3 separate regions of the Ovis aries genome follow, and regions 1 and 2 are each linked to region 3. A link is a contact called in public Hi-C data. All regions are on one chromosome and are shown on one strand. Each heading gives the region's core, a stretch centred on a gene start, on an enhancer-like site or on the middle of the called end of the contact. The rest is flanking DNA. Distances are from core to core; before and after follow the strand shown.

Region 1 (3,588 bases), core at 24-2,523, 180 kb before region 3:
CATACCCCTCTCTGGACTTGCCTAAGTTTTCTTCTGGGGGTAAAAGTGACATGATGTCTGAGAAAAGAGGCTGTTCTAATGGAATTCTGCTTTTCCTGGCCATTGAAAGAACAGCCTCTTTCTTACTGGGGAACTGCAGCCTCCAGGTGGACGTCTTTCCCCTACAAAACTGGGCTGGTGACACAAGTCACCTCTGCCCTGTAACGGTGCTGGTTTCGTTGCTCAGTCGTGTCTGTCTCTTTGCGACCCATGGACTGCAGCCCACCAGGCTCCTCTGTCCATGGGATGCTCCAGGCAAGAATGATGGAGTGGGTTCTGCCCTCTAATAAGAGGTGGCAAATGGGTTTAGAGCTCTTCTCAATTCTTTCGGAAGAATACTCAGATGAGGTGGCTTCTCCCTGTGGCCAGCGTAGCCTCCGCAGTCTTAGAACTGGGCCAGGAACTGATGGCTGGTTTCCTCTGCTGCTTGGGAATGAGTCATGGTTCCTAGAAACATTTTTAAGGGGCTTAACCTGAACCGCTTACTAACGAATGCCTGTTCCCATTTGCTCTGACCCTCCCGGTCCAACAAGGGACCCAGCCCCCTGCCCTGCACTGCTAACCCCTCTCAGCAGCCCTTCAGGCTTCAGGAGCGTCTACACCTTGAGACTTGCGCCCGGTTGGCCCAGGATGGCCATGTTAACTACTCATCCCTCCACCTCTTTAAGGTCCAGCCATAACTTCCTCGGAGAAAAGTCTCAGTTTCTCCACTAACAGGGCTTACTCTCAAATAGTCATATAAGCACTTACTCTGGAAGGAATGCCCTTTCCCACGGCAGTCTCTCCTGGCCCAGTCCTTGAGGCTGGACTCACCCACGGGAAAAACCAACGGACTCCTGCCAGTCGCCTCAGATTCTTTCCCCCGACCTTTGGATTCCCGGGTCTGAGAGAGGAAAACTCGCTTGTGTGGGGGCAAAAGAGGCTGGTTGGAAGTAGGCGCTGATCCAGACCCTCTCCCCAAAGCCTTGTCCGCAGATCCGCATCCTGCCCTCTTCTGACGTGCTGTCGCACCTGAGGAATCCGTGCCTGCGGAAGTCAGGGCTGCGTTCCAGCGGCCGCTGCGCACTGGCCGTTGGCCGCCGCTCTTCCGCGCCCGCGCCGGGTTCCCGCGGAGGCGGTGCGGCTCTCGTCCCCGCGGCAGGCGGCGCTGTCTGCGGAGGCCCGCCCCGCGGCCCCGCCCCGCGCTCCCGTCGGCCCCCGCGCTCCCGTCGGCCCCCGCGCAGGCGCGGCTTTGCGGATTGGCCGCGCGCGGGAGCCGTCCGGCGGCGGCGGGGCGGGCGCGCGGCGCGGGGCAAGATGGCGGCGGCGGCGGCGGCTGGCGCGGCCTCGGGGCTGCCGGGGCCGGTGGCCCAGGGGCTGAAGGAGGCGCTGGTGGACACGCTCACCGGCATTCTGTCCCCGGTGCAGGAGGTGCGGGCGGCCGCGGAGGAGCAGATCAAGGTGCTGGAGGTGACGGAGGGTGAGTGAGGCGGGCCGCCGCGAGGGCGGCGGGTCTGGGCCGCGCCGGCCGCTGCCCGAGCCCCGGCCGGAGGCTGGGCCTGGGGACGCCTGGCCTGGAGCGCCGGGGCGGAGGGCTCCGGGCAGCCCGGGGCTCGGGCTCGGGGCCGGGGGCTGGGCCGTGGGGGCGCGCTCCCGGGCGCGGGGCCCGCCGGGGCCCTGGCGGCGCCTCCGCACGCGTCCCCGGGAGTCGGTCCCTGAGCGGGCGCCTCCCCGCCCCGCCCCGCCGCCGCCGGTCTTCCGATCGGCCGGCGCTGTTCGGAGGGGCCGGCCGTCCTTTGTCTTTGCGTCTTTGTCCCCCTCCTTCTGCTGGGCGCTCGGGAGTCATGGAGGACGAGACGGGCCTTTGGTTTGAGGGTGTGCGCCAGCTCCTGCCGAGCGGGCCTTTCTGCAGGCCCGGGGCAGCCACGCTGCGACGAGCATTGGGTCCTGAAACCCGAGGAGGGGAATCCGCTCACGCTTTCTGTCGGGAACGCGGCTGGCCTGTCGGGGCTTCGTAGGCAAAACTCCAAACCTGCGGACTCCCGGAGCTCAGCAGGACGGCCCCAGCACCTCTCAGATTGGCCGTGGGAGTTGGCCCTCCCACGGACTGAGGTGTTTGTTGTTTTTTTTTTAATAATTTAACACAAAGCTCCCATAAATTTAATCTTGTGTTCTCCCACAACATGAGAAAGCTCTTGAAAAACCAAGTTATAAGATCTGGGGTTTTGCGGGTTGAGGACCATTTGAAGGCCCAGTTTTAACTGTCATCGTTTCGTGAATGTCAGGCCCTGTAAGAGGAGCAACCGCTGGGCAGGAGAAAGCTCTTTGAGAGCCGTGCACACTGACCTGCGGGAATCATCTCTGCTTACTGGGTGAAGTTCCTTTTCTCACACTAAGGCCTCTGCCTCCTTTGGATATGAAGGGGAAAGAAGCAGAGGAACTTGGCCACGCTCAGGTTACCACTTGAGTGATGCTGGGGCCATGGTGCCCTCCCTGGGTGGTGCCAGGGTGCCCAGTGCCCCTCGCGAAGGCGAGCCTGGCTCCTGTTGGAGCTGCCCGGCGGCAGCTGGGCTCTGGGCCCCTCCGCCACAGCCAGCAAAGCGGCCCCGTCTAGGCAGAGCCCGTCACCATCTTGAGGTCCCCTTGCAGCTCTGCTCTCTTACTTCATCTGTTTGGATCTCAAAGTGAAAAACGGACGGGCAGAATTTTCGCATTTGACCTCTGCCACTGATCGGAATAAACTGACAAGCACACGGCACATAACTCACTGGGAATGTGCTTGGAGGTGTGAAGAGGCTTCGTGCTGCTGGCGGCCCAGCGGGAAGGCATAGACGCAGGTGTGGGGCGCAGTGTGCCGGCTGTATCGAGTCTGCGGAATTGAAGGCAGTACTTTGGACCCTTTGGAGGTTATTTACGTTTAAAACTATTCTAATTCCTGTTAAGTAAAAACTGTAGAGAGCAGCCCCTTTCGGCAGCCTGTTTCTGAGGGAGGGTGGTGGCCCCGCCCTCAGGAGCAGTGCCTTGCTTCTCTCTTTTCCTCTCCTGGTGTTTGGCACGCTGTGTTTTGCCATCGGGTGCAGAGTACCTCTGTCTCATATTCTCATTCTCACACGTCTCCTTTCCGCGGTTGCTTTCTTCTTTAATGAAAACAGAGCACGTGGCTTCCCAGCCGGGCTTTAGCCAGCTGTTTGGCCTGGTGCAGCGGGCAGGGCCTTGCTCCCAGTGTTAGAACACCCTGCAGGCTGTTCTTGCAAACGAACGACTCTTTCCTCCCGCTCCTTTGGAGTTGCTTTCTGTTCTAGTTTTATACTAGTAGGAGAAACCTTGCTTTCTGGTCCTAGGAAATACACTTCCTTAAAACTTGGCCGTTAATGGGAAATCTGGGAGTTGCTGTCTCTTATTATTTGTGGTCTTTTGATCCTTTTTTTGGTTCCATGGATGACAACCAAACACGGTTGTTTCTAGACCCCTCGAATAGCCACACTGTCTTTCAGTTCAGTTCAGTCACTCAGTCATGTCCGACTCTTTGCGACCCCATGGACTGCAGCACTCCAGGCCTCCCTGTCCCTC
Region 2 (3,670 bases), core at 553-3,052, 130 kb before region 3:
CTGCTTCTCTGTGTCTGCAGCCCTATTTCTGCTCCATGTTTGCTCATTTGGGTGTTACTGTCTTTGTTTTTTAGATTCCACGTGTGGTATCATACACTACTGGTTTTTCTCTGACTTGTCTAACGTAGGATAATACCCTCCAGGTCCAGCCTGCTGTTGGAAATGGCAACGTTTCATTCTTTTTAAAAAATATTTATTTAGTCAGTTGCAGCACATGGGGCCTGATTCCCTGAGCAGGGATCTAACCCGGGCCTCCTGCGCTGGGAGCACAGAATCCGAACAGCCGGCCCACTGCGGAGCCGCTTCACGGCCTTGCGGCGGTCCACTGTGTGTCCGCCCACTTCTTCACCCACTTGTCTGTTGACAGACACTCGCTTCCACATCTTGACTGTTGCGGGCAATGCCGCAGGGAGTGGAAGGATGCACGTCCTTTGAAATGTCTTTCAAAACTGCTGAGTTTGCTTTAGGTGGACGCCCAGGAGTGGGATTTGCCGAAGTGGGAGAGGGTTCCGTCGCCTCCGTACCGTCGCCAGGGCCCACCGATCCACGCCCCACTGACGAAGCTCCAGGGCACAGACCTTTTCTCTGCGTCCTCACGATAAAGCTGTTGTTGTCTCTTTGAGGACAGTCGTTCTGACAGGGGTGAGGTGACGCCTCATTGTGGTTCGGAAGCATCTCCCCGATGGTTCGTGATGCTGAGCATCTTCTCATGTGCCTGCTGTGCATCTGTGTATCTTCTTTGGGAAAATGTCTAGTCAAGTCTTCTGTGGGATTGTTGTTTTTTTTTTTATGTTGAGTTGTCTGAGTTCTTTGTATAGTTTGGACATTAACCCTTACAGGATATACCATCTGCAGACACCTTCACCCACTCAGCAGGTGAAGCCACTTGGATTGAGAGTGTCTCTCCCACTTATGGGTTCTATTACCTGAACAAATCCTTGAACTCCCCCCGAGTCCCAGCTTATGTCTATAAAATGAACTGATAACACCAGTGAGCTTGATTTAGCTCATGGGGTTCTGGGGAGCCCCAACCGAGGGGCCTGTCTGAGCACCCTGAGGGCTGCACGCAGAGGGGCTAAGGGGGCCTTGGATTTTCTCCCTGGCTTAGGCCCTGCACGTGCCTGGTCAGGTGCCCCCAGAGCAGGGGCACAGCCACCGGCAAACTGGCAAGGAGACTATGACCCCTGGAGGGCCGCCTACGCTCTGCACTGCCGCAGGCTCGCCGTGGGGTCGCTCTGTGAAGGAAGGGGTTTCCACTGGACCGGCCCAGGTGGCCCCCGCGGCCTGCCATCCGTACTGGGAGGCCCTAGGCTGGCGCACGCCAGCGCTGGCCACTCGGAGGGGGAAGGGCACTCAGGGAGGCAGCGCAGCTGGCAGGGCCCAGGTCTGCGGGCCCGCGGGGACAAAGCTGCTCCGAGGGCCTCTCAATGGGCGCCTCTGTTCTCGGGTGGGGGCGGGGTGACTCCCGGCCCCCCACTCTCCTCCCCGCCGCCGCCGCCGCGGAGGACGTCCTGCTGGACGCTGGGCAGAGGAGGTCCTGCGTCAGGGGTGGCCCCTGCGCCTGAGTGCTCGGAACTGGCACCAGGCGCAGGCCTTCGGGGGGCGGGGACGCCCACGGGCGAGGCAGCGAGCGGGCCGAGGGCCAGGAGGCCCCCCGCAGCAGCGCCCAGCGGCCGCCGGCGCGGCGCGGGCGGGGCGGGCGGCTCGGACCCGGACCCCCCGAGGGGCGTGGCCGGGGCGGGGCCCGGCGGGCGGGGCGCGGGCGCAGGGTCGGCGCAGGCCCGCGAGCCCCGCCCCGAGCAGGCGGAGAGGAGCCGGCGGGCGAGCCGGCCCGCGGAGCTGGGCGGCGGCGTCGTCCTGTGCGCCCCGCGCTCGCCGCGCCGCGCCATGCCGCCCGCCGGGCTCCGCGGGGCCGCGCCGCTCGCCGCGGTCGCGCTCCTGGCGCTGGGGGCGCCCCTGGGTAAGGGCCGGGGCGCGGGGGCGCGGCGGGAGGCCTCGGCGCGCGGCCCGGGGGCGCCGGGGGGATCCCGGCGGAGCCTCGGCGTTTCAGGGTCCGTGGGAGGGGAGGGGGGAGGCGCGCGGGGGCTGGACGGGGAGGGGGGGGGGCCGGACCCTGGGGGTCGAGGCCGAGGCCTCCGGGCGCAGGGACCAGGGTGGCGCTGCGGGCGGGGGCGGCCGGAGACCCGGCCCGGCGGCCACTGGGCCCCTCCGCCGCTGCCCGCAGCTCTGGCTGGCGAGGACTGCCTCTGGTACCTGGACCGGAACGGCTCCTGGCATCCGGGCTTCAACTGCGAGTTCTTCGCCTTCTGCTGCGGGACCTGCTACCAGCGGTACTGTTGCCGGGACCTGAGCCTGCTCATCACCGAGAGGCAGCAGAAGCACTGCCTGGCCTTCAGGTGGGCGCCGGCCCTCCCGCCCCGCCCCCTCCGGCTCTCAGCCGACACCCCGCCTGGGCCCAAGCGGGGCTGGAGCTCCAGGGCGCAGGAGCTCCAGGAGCGGCCGGCCGGTGACCGTCATGTGGTCATCGCGGGCTGGGCCGGGCCCTCCCCCCAGCCCGGGCCTGCGCAGGGCGAGGGCAGGGGCAGCCCTGGGCCCAGCGGCGCTCCAGCCTCTGGCCGGACTGGTCCAATCCCCAGTCCGCCGCTCACTAGCTGTGTGATCTTGGGGAGGACAGGTCCCGGATGGGTCACTGTTCCCTCCTCATTAAGGGGGGCGCACACAGGGGGCTTTCAAATTTGTTTGGGGAGGAGGAGACGCTGACATACAGAGCATGTAGGGGGAGGCGGTGACCGAGCGCGTTTTGAGAAAGGAGCTCTGCCCGTCAGGCCTCCTGTGTTGGAGTCCAAGCTGTTCAGTCATGGACTCGGGCGCGCGCCGCAGCCCCTGCGGGGAGGCCGCTGCTCAGGAGGCTGCCCGGCCTTCGGCGGAAGCGCAGTGCTGACGCTCTCCCCAGCGGGACGGGCAGAGCCCCGCGTCTCTCTGGCCGGGGGTCCAGGCCAGCATGGCGGTCTGCGTGGCGAGGACTCCCTGCGCGAGGCTGGAAGGTGAGGAGGCCTGTTCTCTGCCCAAGTCCCAAGACCATAGCGGGCATCGCCTCGGCCGTGATCCTCTTCGTCGCCGTGGTCGCCACCACCATCTGCTGCTTCCTCTGCTCCTGCTGCTACCTCTACCGCCGGCGCCAGCAGCTGCAGAGCCCGTTCGAAGGTGCGTCCGTCCGTGCGTCCGCGCGGGAAGGGGCGGGGTGCCTTCGGAGGGACCGGAGGTCAGGAGGTGTGGTTGGCAGCAGCAGGCCCCTCTGGACACACACCTGCCCGCCCGTCACCCCGGAAGCCAGAGCGCAGGGACACGTGTGAAGCCTGGGTACGCGGATGTACCTGCACCGTGCGCCGTGTGCCGTGCGCGTGCACGTCTCTCAGGAAACCCGCGGGCCAGGCCTGGCGCTCGAGCGACATGGGGTGTGCTCCGTGTGCAAAATCGTGTGCCTGCCCACAGGCCCAGCCCTGGTGGGTGTGGGAACGGTGACCCCGTGTGGGGGTCAGTGTGAGAGGACCCCTCGGGGGCAGCTCTGCTAGGCCGGGGCAGGGCGGGACGCCCCCCAGGCCAGTGCTATCTGGCCCAGGAGGTCTCTGAAACCCGGAGCGGGCACCCTGCTGAGCCCAGACCAACCAGC
Region 3 (3,498 bases), core at 331-2,830:
CGAGGAGGGGTTTCCTCTCCCCCCTCCTTCATTGAGGGGGCTTTGGGATCCCAGGGCAGGGAGGCCTAGGTGGGTGGTTCTGTGCCTTTGCTGGCTGTGTGTCCCAGCGTCTCCCAGTGCCAGGCACAGAGGAAGGAGACAGAGGTGGCCTGGGCAGGTCCCAGGCCCGAGAGCTCCTCAGGGCCAGCACTGCCTGCGCCCACTCCACCCGCAGCCCATCCACTCGCGCCGCGCTGGTGTCCTCTGGTGCACTTGCTGGAGCGTGGTGCTGGGCCTTCCCGAACGTCTGCTCAAGCCAGTGTGTCGACCCGCTCCCCAGGCTGGCGTCCAGGGGCCACAGGTTGAGAAGCACTGTCACACATCGCCGTGGAGGCCTCACCGTGGCAATGCCCACGTCCCACCGTGACAGCATCCTTGCAGACCACAGGCCCCAGGGTACCACTGACCTTTCCCCAGGAGCAAACCAAAGGGCAGAGATTCCTCGATGGCACGGTGCCTTCTGCTTTGCCCATGTCCTTCCTCACGATGTATCCTCATGATCTCTGGGGCTCAGATTTTTCAGTGGCTGCCTCCTTCCTTGAGTATGGATCTCGGTGGGCAGAGCTCGTACCTGGGAGGTTCACTGCTTCTGGAGCGCCTGTAGCAACCTCGGGCGCAGGGTAGATGCTCCGCCAGCCTTTGGACCATGAGGGTGAGTGATGCCGGGTTGTCTCTGAGTCGGGAGTGGGTCCTGAGCCTCTGACCTTCGGGAGCGCACCTCACCATGGTCCAGGAGCCCAGAGCCTGCAGGGCTGGCAGAGTGGGGTCCAGAAGACTCACTGCCCGGCTCCGGTGCCAGCTGTTGGGGCTGGGAGTGGGGAGGGCTTGTCTCGAATTTGCCCCCCGCCTGCCTCCCCCGTTTCTGTCCTTCAGTTCCCAAACCTGTGACGTGAAGACAGTGAGAGCGCCTGCCTCCAGAGGCCTGGGAAGTCGCAAGTGAGTCGCCGTGGCAACCGTGCACCTTCACCTAGCGCTTCTCAGGGGCCGCACGCCGTTCTGGCGATGGACACAGACAAGCCTGCTCGGTCTGTTACCAACTCCTCACTACAGATGAAGCAGAGTCTCGGTGCTGACCGGCGTCACGCAGCTCGTAAGCGGCAGAGGGGGCCGATCCGGGCGGTCTGCTTCCATTCACTGGGCCGTGCCAGCCACGGACTCGCTCCAGAAGACGCCAGATTCCAGCCATCTCAGGAGGCTGCACAGCTGCCCTGAGGGCCCAGCCCCACTCCACCCCGACTCGCCCCAGGACCGTTCCTGCGGCCAGCCCTGGGGAACTCCCCGGGACGAGGACGGAGGATTTCTGGGACAAAGGAGAGAGATTCCTAGTGGCTGGGAAATGGTCGCCTTCCACGTGGCCTGCCCTGGTGAGGGCGCTGCTCCGACATGGTCCTGGAGAGGGGGTCTTTGTTGGGGAGGCCGACCCACGAGGGGCCCAGGAGGGTGGGGTGGAACAGCAGGCGCATGGCCTCAGCGCAATCTACACGGTCTCCTGAGACCACCTCCCCCAGCAGCTGCCTCGGGTCTGAGGGCTGGGCCCTGGCAGGTGGGCTGGGCCAGGGTCACGGGCCAGGCAGCCGCGAATGTCCATCTCTGAGCATCTGGTTCCACCTAGTGGCCTCTGATGTCCCCACGGCCCCAGAGAGCCAGGGCTGTGGCCGGCAGGGGGCTGCCTCTCTTCAGTGCAGTCACTCAGTCGCGTCCGGCTCTTTGTGACCCCGTGGCCTCCCTGTCCATCACCAACTCCCCTCCCGGAGTTCACTCAAACTCACGTCCATTGAGTCGGTGATGCCATCCAGCCATCTCATCCTCTGTTGCCCCCTTCTCCTCCCACCTTCAATCTTTCCCAGCATCAGGGTCTTTTCAAATGAGTCAGCTCTTTGCATCAGGTGGCCAAAGCGTTGGAGTTTCAGCTTCATTATCAGTCCTTCCGGTGAAGACCCAGGACTGAGTTCCTTCAGGGTGGCCTGGTTGGAGCTCCTTGTGTCCAGGGGACTCTCGAGAGTCCTCTCCAGCACCACAGTGGCATTGCCCAGGTCGGGGATTGCGGCCCGCCCCCTCCGAGGGGCAGCTGATGCGCACACGCAGAGCAGGGGGAGCAGAGGGCTGCCGCCTCATCTCCTCACCGCCGACCACCTGTCCTGCGTGTGCCTGGCCCTGGCACTTGACCGCTCTGGCCGCAGTTCCCATGGTTTCCACGTCTGAGAAAGAAGACTGTGGGTGTAGACCCTCTTCAGGATCCCTTTCCTGCTACGTGATCAAGGGGCTGAGTTTCAGCTCTGGAGTTGGACAGACCTGCAATTTGGATCCCGGCTGTGTGTCCTTGGGCAAGTTATTTGCTGCTGAGCTGCGGTAGCAACGTAAACACAGAGTATGATGGTTCTATCCAGCAGCCTGGCCCAGTGAGTGCTCATGAAGCCCAAGGCAGCAGCAGCAACTGCCTGTCCCCTGAGGCGGGGCGGGAGCCTTGTCCCCCAACCCCGTGTGCACGGCCGGACTGAGGGTGGGCGGCCCCGAGGGCCCCACAGGTCTGAGTGCTGCCACCCGTGGGGCCTGGGGAGGCGTGTTCTGCGGGCGGCACAGAGCGCCCTGTGTCCAGCAGAGGGCCCTGCCCTGTCCTGCCTGGCTGCCGCGGGCGGAGGGACGGGGGGTGACCACTGGAGCCGGCTGGCGATGCCAGACGCCCGCTGGGGGCGGGCCCAGCAGCCAGCTGCCCATCGAGCTGGGCCCGCACTCGGCCCGGCCTCGCCTCTGTGTGCGGGCAGCCGTGCCGCTCGTCCGGCCATGCGGTGGCTGTGGCCGCTGGGCGTCTCCCTTGCCGTGGCGCTGGCAGCCGGGCCCGAAAGGGCCCCTGGGGGCGTCCGCCTGCAGCAGGGTGGGCACCAGCCTGCGGCCCAGGAGCAGCCGGACCGGTCCAGGCGAGGAGCTGAGTGGGAGGACGCCAAGAGGTTGCAGCAGTACGTGCCCGAGGGGTGGGCTGAGTACCCCCGGCCCATCCGCCCCGCCGCCCTGCAGCCCACCCAGCCCCGGGTGGCCGCCAGCCCCTCCCCGGACTGGGCCAGAGAGACTGGGGGCAGCGGGCAGGAGCCCCGGGGCAACGTGACAGGGACGCCCGGCCGGCGCCTGCAGGTGCAGAACCCGCTGTACCCGGTGACTGAGCGCTCCTACGGGGCCTACGCCATCCTGCTGGTGGCCCTGGTGCTGTTCGCCGTGGGCATCGTGGGCAGCCTGGCGGTCATGTGCGTCGTGTGGCACAGCTACTACCTGAAGAGCGCCTGGAACTCCATCCTGGCCAGCCTGGCGCTCTGGGACTTCCTGGTCCTCTTCTTCTGCCTCCCCATCGTCACCTTCCACGAGATCACCAAGCAGAGGCTGCTGGGCGCTGTGTCCTGCCGGGCGGTGCCCTTTGTGGAGGTGAGTGTGTGGCCGAGGAGAGCCCACGGGATGAGGGCGGGGGAGCTG

The links. A called contact is a pair of places that touch in the nucleus more often than the background predicts.
Region 1: a contact with region 3 is called in a Hi-C map of liver, with 3 times the contacts expected there. The contact joins the promoter of IPO9 here to the promoter of LOC105610032 in region 3. A contact is called at or near these places in 2 of 16 Hi-C or Micro-C datasets (liver and omental adipose tissue).
Region 2: a Hi-C map of hypothalamus shows a contact between it and region 3, with 6 times the contacts expected there. The contact joins the promoter of SHISA4 here to the promoter of LOC105610032 in region 3. A contact is called at or near these places in 3 of 16 Hi-C or Micro-C datasets (blood, hypothalamus and muscle).

The regions. Positions count from the first base shown.
Region 1 is chr12:80,012,459-80,016,046 of ARS-UI_Ramb_v3.0, reverse strand. It overlaps IPO9 (importin 9), which reads left to right and starts at 1,273. Exons shown (of 24, transcript XM_027976042.2): 1 at 1,273-1,498. The coding sequence starts at 1,336.
Region 2 is chr12:79,965,229-79,968,898 of ARS-UI_Ramb_v3.0, reverse strand. It overlaps SHISA4 (shisa family member 4), which reads left to right and starts at 1,802. Exons shown (of 5, transcript XM_027976041.2): 1 at 1,802-1,960; 2 at 2,225-2,396; 3 at 3,071-3,204. The coding sequence starts at 1,888.
Region 3 is chr12:79,833,674-79,837,171 of ARS-UI_Ramb_v3.0, reverse strand. LOC105610032 (basic salivary proline-rich protein 1-like) reads right to left here and starts at 1,580. Exons shown (of 3, transcript XM_060396809.1): 1 at 1-1,580. GPR37L1 (G protein-coupled receptor 37 like 1) reads left to right here and starts at 2,784. Exons shown (of 2, transcript XM_027976133.3): 1 at 2,784-3,450. The coding sequence starts at 2,821.